Linked DNA regions of Mus musculus: region 2 is linked to region 1. A link is a contact called in public promoter capture Hi-C data. All regions are on one chromosome and are shown on one strand. The core of a region is the stretch at or near the end of the contact, and the rest is flanking DNA. Distances in the headings are between cores, read along the strand shown.

Evidence for each region. Promoter capture Hi-C pulls out the DNA fragments that hold promoters and counts their contacts.
Region 2: a promoter capture Hi-C map of hippocampal neurons shows a contact between it and region 1, with 4 times the contacts expected there. The contact joins the enhancer-like site here to the promoter of Grifin in region 1. A contact is called at or near these places in 9 of 39 promoter capture datasets (the 3T3-L1 cell line, embryonic stem cells, frontonasal cranial neural crest and 4 more), 7 of 484 Hi-C or Micro-C datasets (B cells, ECoMG myeloid progenitors, the HL-1 cell line and 4 more), 2 of 115 datasets of contacts at active chromatin or transcription factors (embryonic basal ganglia and pancreatic cancer cells) and 3 of 9 other capture datasets (adipose tissue, liver and pancreatic islet).

Annotation. Positions count from the first base shown.
Region 1 is chr5:140,563,636-140,566,866 of GRCm38.p6, reverse strand. It overlaps Grifin (galectin-related inter-fiber protein), which reads left to right and starts at 1,800. Exons shown (of 5, transcript NM_030022.1): 1 at 1,800-1,825; 2 at 2,122-2,201; 3 at 2,275-2,434; 4 at 3,160-3,231. The coding sequence starts at 1,814.
Region 2 is chr5:140,738,436-140,741,875 of GRCm38.p6, reverse strand. Amz1 (archaelysin family metallopeptidase 1) reads right to left here. Exons shown (of 8, transcript NM_173405.2): 3 at 289-811. The coding sequence starts at 592. Among named protein-coding and RNA genes, the nearest start is that of Gm30745, 9.6 kb to the left of the region's middle. Within about 2 kb of position 1,830, at least 27 of the 459 cell types and tissues checked have an H3K27ac peak or open chromatin away from gene starts, as enhancers often do. A contact at or near this core is called in the HPC-7 cell line, bone marrow-derived dendritic cells and hippocampal neurons, where this site is marked.

The sequences.
Region 1 (3,231 bases), core at 551-3,050:
CAATTCCAAGCTATGGCCTCCAGGCTGCAAGAGCCGGAGAACAAGGTGCCCACGTCGATGTTCCTCTCATCCTAGGAAAGATGGAGGTGGAGTGGGCTGACCCAGTTCCCCTGCTCAGCCACATCTGTCTTGTTTACCTTCCTTCATCAAGGAGACAGGCACTGGGTGTGTGTGTGTGGGGGGGGGGGAGCACTAAGGGGAGGAGGTGACAGAGGTCAGCATTAGCAACTCCAGCACGTGGCTGTGAAGCACAGAAGGCCACTGGCTCAAGGTAGCCAGGGGGTTAGAACCTGTCCACACTCCTGACTTGTGGGCTTTGACCCCAGCCCTGAGTTCTGGTACCAACCAGCACTGTATTGCACATCCAGAGAATTTGAAGATGGACATCTCGTCCCAGCAGCATCCCTACATAGGGGAAAGGAGAAGGGGAAAGCCATGAAGCCGGCCTGCAGTCTCCTAGTGGGCCCTGCGGCCCAGGGCTTTAGTGTGTGTGGTTTTGAGAGACTGTCACAGGGACCTGGGACTTGCCAGGGTCTCCTGACTGGCTGGCTGGAGACCCCAGCACAGACCACTGTGTTCTGTGCCTTGCACAAGTGCTGGGCATCAAACTCAGATCCCCCTACTTGCGCAGCAAGCACTTACTGATGGTACTTCTTCCCCATGGCCCTCCAGGAAGGTGAGCATGTGGGGTCTGCAGACTCTGCACCCAGCCAGGCAGGTCCAGCAGGCTCACCCCAGGGAATCTCTGTTGCTCTGGGCTGCCCCCTGCAGGCTCAGCCAACCCTGCCATGCTAGTGAGCCATCTCTGTGTCCTGCTTGACCTTGGTACCCATAGCTCCCTGCCAGACTGTGTCCATCCGTGCAGCGGTATCTGGGAAGAGGCAAAGCAGGCCAGAGGCTCAGCCCTGCCAGGGCCTGGAGAGAAGAACGGTGGCAGAGGGGACCCACGGGGACAGGAGAAAAGGAGACACGTGCTTGTTACACACTCATCTGCAGGCTTTACCCCCAAGGCTCTGGGCCCCCACCACAGCTACACTGTGACCCAACTTCCCCCTTCAGAGAGTCCCAGAGGCCCCCATAACCGCCCCCACAGACTTGGGCTTCTCTCCTCCATCCTTGAGGTGGCCTCGAGGGCCCCAGTGGATCCTTCTCATTGGCTCAGCCCAAGAGGCAGCCGGCCAGGAGAGGCGTGGGGGTGTGGGAAAGGCCCTCCCCATCTGTAGACTGGACACTGGAATGTGCTGAGCAGAGCCAGGCCTAATCCCCATTCATCCCCTTGAGGCCACTGAGCCACTGCAGCGGGGCAGCCCTGGGATGGAAGGGGACTGGATCAGGGACACATTCCCAGTATGGTAGACAGTTGATGGATGGTCAGACTGAGGTCATAAGGTCAGCCAGGGTTCTATAGGAGGACACACTTTCTTCACTCTTTGAGACCGATGGGGTCAGTGTGAGGCTCTGGAGTATGGGAGTTGGGGGGGGCCCTGGTTACACCCTCCCTACAAAGATGGGTGATGTATCCCCAGATGTGCACAAGACCCTGAATAGTGCTGGTGGCAGAGCTAGGTAGACCTGGGGAAGTATGTTGAAAGGACCAGTGTATTCACTGATGAACCCAGGGCAAGAGCGCTGCCACTAAGCCATGTACCCAGCCCCCTCTCCAGCAGGGTTAGCCTGAGGGGGGAGGAAAAATGGGGCACAGAGGTCCATGTGACCCAGACAAGGCCCCTAGAGGTGGGGCCCCCATGCCCCGCCCCAGCGGGCTCTGCTATATCTCCAGCTGCCTCATCCCCACACCCAGTGGCTGAGGGCAATGACACTGCAGGTGGGTAAGATCCACAGCCCAGGGAGGTTGCAAATGCTGGAGAAGGAAGTGGAGTGGGGGGGTGGGCGCCTGGTGGGGCCACCTACTCCACTATAGAGCTGGGAATGTTTATAGCTTCTCCTCAGCCCCCAAGCAGAGAGGCTGTGGGGGTAAGGTTGGACCACCACACCCAGAGCAACATGGAAGTAGAGGCTTGGGCTTGGTGGGAGCCGGTGTCCCTGAATAAACAGCACACTTGATGGGGAGGAAGGAGGTTGCAGCCCTCTGGGGCTCTGTCCCCTGTGTTTTGCCTTCAGTTCGAAGCCTTCTGTGCAGGGGGTCTGGCCCCTGGCTGGAGCCTGACTGTCCAGGGACATGCAGATGCTGGAGAAGAGAAGTAAGAGCCTCCCTCGCTGGGGTCGGGACCCTCCAGCCACACTCCTGACCCTAATCACACTCTCCACCCATAGGTTCGAGATCAACTTCTTAACAGACGCCGGAGACATCGCCTTCCACGTCAAACCTCGATTCTCCAGCGCCACGGTGGTGGGCAATGCTTTCCAGGGAGGACGGTGGGGGCAGGAGGAGGTGTCCAGCATATTCCCACTGACTCTGGGAGAGCCCTTTGAGGTGATGGGGTCTGTGGGAGGAAGGAGAGGTGGGGTGGGACACCTAGGACCCGTGAAGACAGGGACTGCGGAGGATAAATGCATGGGCTGGTGCACCCTGCTGGGCCGAGTGGCCTCCTTTCACGGAGTTTGTTCACAGGGTGTCTCTCTCTCTCTGGCTACTAACCACCTTCTCTTGGTGAAAAGAGGGATCCCCAGCTAGGAACTCAGGACCAGGTGGTCCACACCATGCTTTGCCAAGTAGCCAGGGTTGTGTTTTATAAAATGCGGCAGGAGGGAGCACCTTGGTGGGCCAGGCCAATGAGCACCTTGGTGGGCCAGGCCAATGTGTCGTCGTCCCCGTCCCCCCCCCCCCCCCCGAGGAATCAGCACCGTGCAACAGGCCTAGTACAAAATGAAGTTTATTGGAGGGAAAGGAAGGCAACGTGGAAAGGGGATAGTGGCAGAGAAAAGGGGGCAGAGAAGGACAGAAAGACAGAGGAGAGAAGACAGAAAGAGGAAGAAAGGTAGAGGCTGGCTGAGAACACGTGGAGAAGAGAGAGAAGAGAGGGAGAGAGGGAGAGACAGAGACAGAGAGACAAAGAGGAGCCAAGCTGAATGAATAGTCCTGGCTCACACTTGGCTGCTGTTGGGTGGAGCCTGGAGAGATTGCTGACAGCCAAGAAGGCTTCTGTGGTTGGGGCCCAGAGACACCCCCCACACACACACACTTTCCCTTCCCCTCAGATGGAGGTGAGTGCAGACGCAGAACACTTCCACATTTATGCCCAGGAACAAAAGGTGCTCCAGTTCCCACAT
Region 2 (3,440 bases), core at 581-3,080, 170 kb before region 1:
AGCCCCTCACTGGGGGATCTGGGCAGGTGCTCTACCACTGAGCCATGCCCCAGCCCCTCACTGGGGGATTCTAGGCAGGTGCTCTACCACTGAGCCAGCCCCTCACTAGGGGGATTCTAGGCAGGGGCTCTACCACTGACCCACACCCCAGCCCATCACTGGGGGATTATAGGCAGGGGCTCTACCTCTAAGCCACGCCCCAGCCCCTCACTGGGGGATTCTAGGCAGGGGCTCTACCACTGAGCCACACCCCCAGGAGTCCAGATGACTCCAGCCCATCTCTCCTACCTATGGGCTGCAGGTAAATGTGTTTCCGGGCCAGGCTCTGCTTCCGGAGCTGCAAAGAAGCATGGAAGGTCTCGAAATCCTCAGGGGCTTCAGGGCGGCTCAGGAGCCAGTCATAGGCTGAGTGAATGAGCAGTGTGCTGAAGAGAGTCCGGTTAGGGTTGTAGGCCTCAGACAGGAAGAGTCTCTCCGACGGGGAAAAGGCTGAGGTATACATCTGCTTCAGGGCCAGGTCACAGGAGATCAGGGCATCCTTCAGGGCCCGGGGCCCGAAGCTGAACTCCTGGGGTGGTTTGCACTGCACCATGCCGTGTGTTTGGCCGCTGGCCACTCCTTTGATTTCCTTTTCCGGGCCATGAATCTCCCAGGGGACAGCCACGGTCTCTTGTAGAACCTTCTCTCAGGCTTAGAGAGTACCCGCTCAGGGCTCCCAGAAGATGGAGGCTGGACTGAGAGACCACGAGGCTTAATTCTGCCTCTTCTGAAACTTCTCAGCAAGGTGAGCAGAAAAAAGCCTGCTGACCCCCTGTGGAGGACACATGGGGCCCAGTCACTGCTCTGAGCACACATGACTGTCTCTCAGACAAAACACAGTTTTCCTGTGAACTGGAGTCAGAATGATCTCATCTACACACACTACAACCCAAATCAAGTATAAAGGGGTGTGGACATGTATGCATTTATGTGTGTGTGTGTGTGCGGTGTGCGGTGTGTGTGTGCGTGTGCGTGTGTGTGTGTGTGTGTGTTGGGGGCAGGAGAGCAGAGGCTGATGTCAAGTCTATCGCTATCCACCTGACTTTTGGAAAAAGAGTCTCTAACTGAACCCAGAGCTTAAAAGTCCAACCAGCCTGGCTGGTCATCAGGCCCACAGAGCTGCCACCTCAGTCTTTCATATGGGTGTTCGGGATTCAAACTTATGAATCCCTTATCCATGCTTATGTGGTAACGTTCTACCCACTGAGCCATCTCCTCATTCCAGAATTGAGTATGGACGTGCATTTCCATAGGACTCCACCCCTGCTCTGAGCCCAGAGAAGCCAGGCATATATAAGGAGGTATCTACCCTTCAAGGCTAGGGAGGTTCCTTCACGGAAGGCAGAGGCTGCTCCTCCTGCCTTTTATGATCACAAGACCCACCCTGTCCCCTCACAGAGCCACCCAGACCCTCCTCCCAAACCATAGGGTTCCTTGCAGGAGCATCGTGTGCACCCAGGGGCTGTCTTCTGGGGAAGACGCCGCCCCAGTGTCTCCCAGACCCTGGTTTCTAGAGTGTGAACATGGTCTAAGATACAGTTCTAACAGTCAGGAGCCAGCATGCTGACCACAGCAACCTGGAACTGTAGGCAAGCAACCAGGTAGACAGGCGGAGGGACTGCCCGCTGTGGTACTCAGTGCCTACCAGCATCCTCCCTCCTGGGAGTGTTTCTTTCAGGTCATGCTTGGCTCCAGCAACTGGCTGCTTGGAGCTTCCTATTGCATCTCAGTGCAGGGAAGTCAACCGAGACAGGAACACATAACACAGACCACGGGAGGCAAGGCGCCGCTTGCCTCCTCTGCCCTCGCACGCACCCACACCCAGCTCCTGCAGAGGAGGAAGTGCGGAGCCATGGAGGCCCTGCAGGCGGCTAAGCACCTGACTCCTCACACATCCCACCAGCTTATTTTTGTTTCTGGAAGCCAATCACACCACCTACTTAGACTCCACGCTCTGCCCCAGGCCTGCACGCAAGCAAAGCACCCCAAGCTGAAGCCCAGGGGCCGTGCTGTCTTACGGTGACCTCTGAATTGTGCTTCAGGGTTGTAGCTATGTCAGCTTCTCTCTCTCTCTCTCTCTCTCTCTCTCTCTCTCTCTCTCTCTCTCTCTCTCTCCCTTTCATTCTTTTTTTTCTTTCTTCTTTCTTTCAGTGCTAGGGATAGAACCTGTGGCCTGACCTAAGTTGAGTAAAGCCTATCCCCGAGCCACACCCCCCAGCCCCTCACTGGGGGATTCTAGGCAGGAGCTCTACCACTGAGCCACACCCCAGCTCCTCACTGGGGGATTCTAGGCAGGTGCTCTACCACTGAGCCACGCCCCCAGCCCTCCTTGGGGGATTCTAGGCAGGAGCTCTACCACTGAGCCACACCCCCAGCCCCTCACTGGGGGATTCTAGGCAGGAGCTCTACCACTGAGCCACACCCCCAGCCCCTCCCTGGGGGATTCTAGGCAGGAGCTCTACCACTGAGCCACTCCCCCAGCCCCTCCTTGGGGGAGTCTAGGAAGGGGCTCTACCACTGAGCCACACGACTACTCCCAGAATTACCTCTCTGTAACTGGAATTGTGTCATTTCTTTGCAGTAGCCCAGGAGGGTCTACTTCACAACTTCTTCAAAAGGAGAAAAAAAGGGAGGCCCTGATACCACAGACATCCTGAACCCCTCAGATGTTAATCTTGCCCACCATATTGGCCACTCTGAAAATTCCTTAGAAGCTGGAAAGTGGTGGCACACACCTATAATCCCAGCCTCAGGAGGCAGAGGCATCTCTGGGTTCCAGGCCAGCCTGGTTACAGAGTGAGTTCAGAACAAGGACAGCCAGGGCTACACAGAGAAACCCTGTCTCAAAACACTGAGGAAAAAAGAAAGGAAGGAAGAAAATTCTCAAGATCACTTTGTGAGTCAGATAGGTGTGTGTGTTTGTGTGTTTCTGTGTGTGTGTGTCTATGTACATGTACATGTGTCTGTGTGTGTCTGAGTGTATGTCTGTGTATGTGTTTCTGTGTATAAGTGTATGTGTGTGTCCGAGTGTATATATGTGTGTAACTGTGTGTGTGTCTGTGTTTGTCTGTGTGTATGTTTGTGTGCATCTCTGTGTGTGTGCCTGTGTGTGTGTATGTATCTGTGTATGTCTGTCTGTGTGTCTCTGTGTGACTATGTGTCTCTGTGTGTCTGTGTGCATCTGTATGTGTCTGAGTGTATGTGTGTCTCTGTGTGTGTGCCTGTGTGTGTGTCTGTGTCTGTGTGTGCCTGTGTGTCTGTGTAACACACATGCAGAAGCCAGAGGTCAATGTCGGGCAGTCTCCTCAGTCACATGCCACATTATTTTTTGAGACAGGATGTCTGGTTAAACCTGAAGTTCACTAATTCAGCTAGACTGGCTGTGCAGTGAGTTCCAAGGA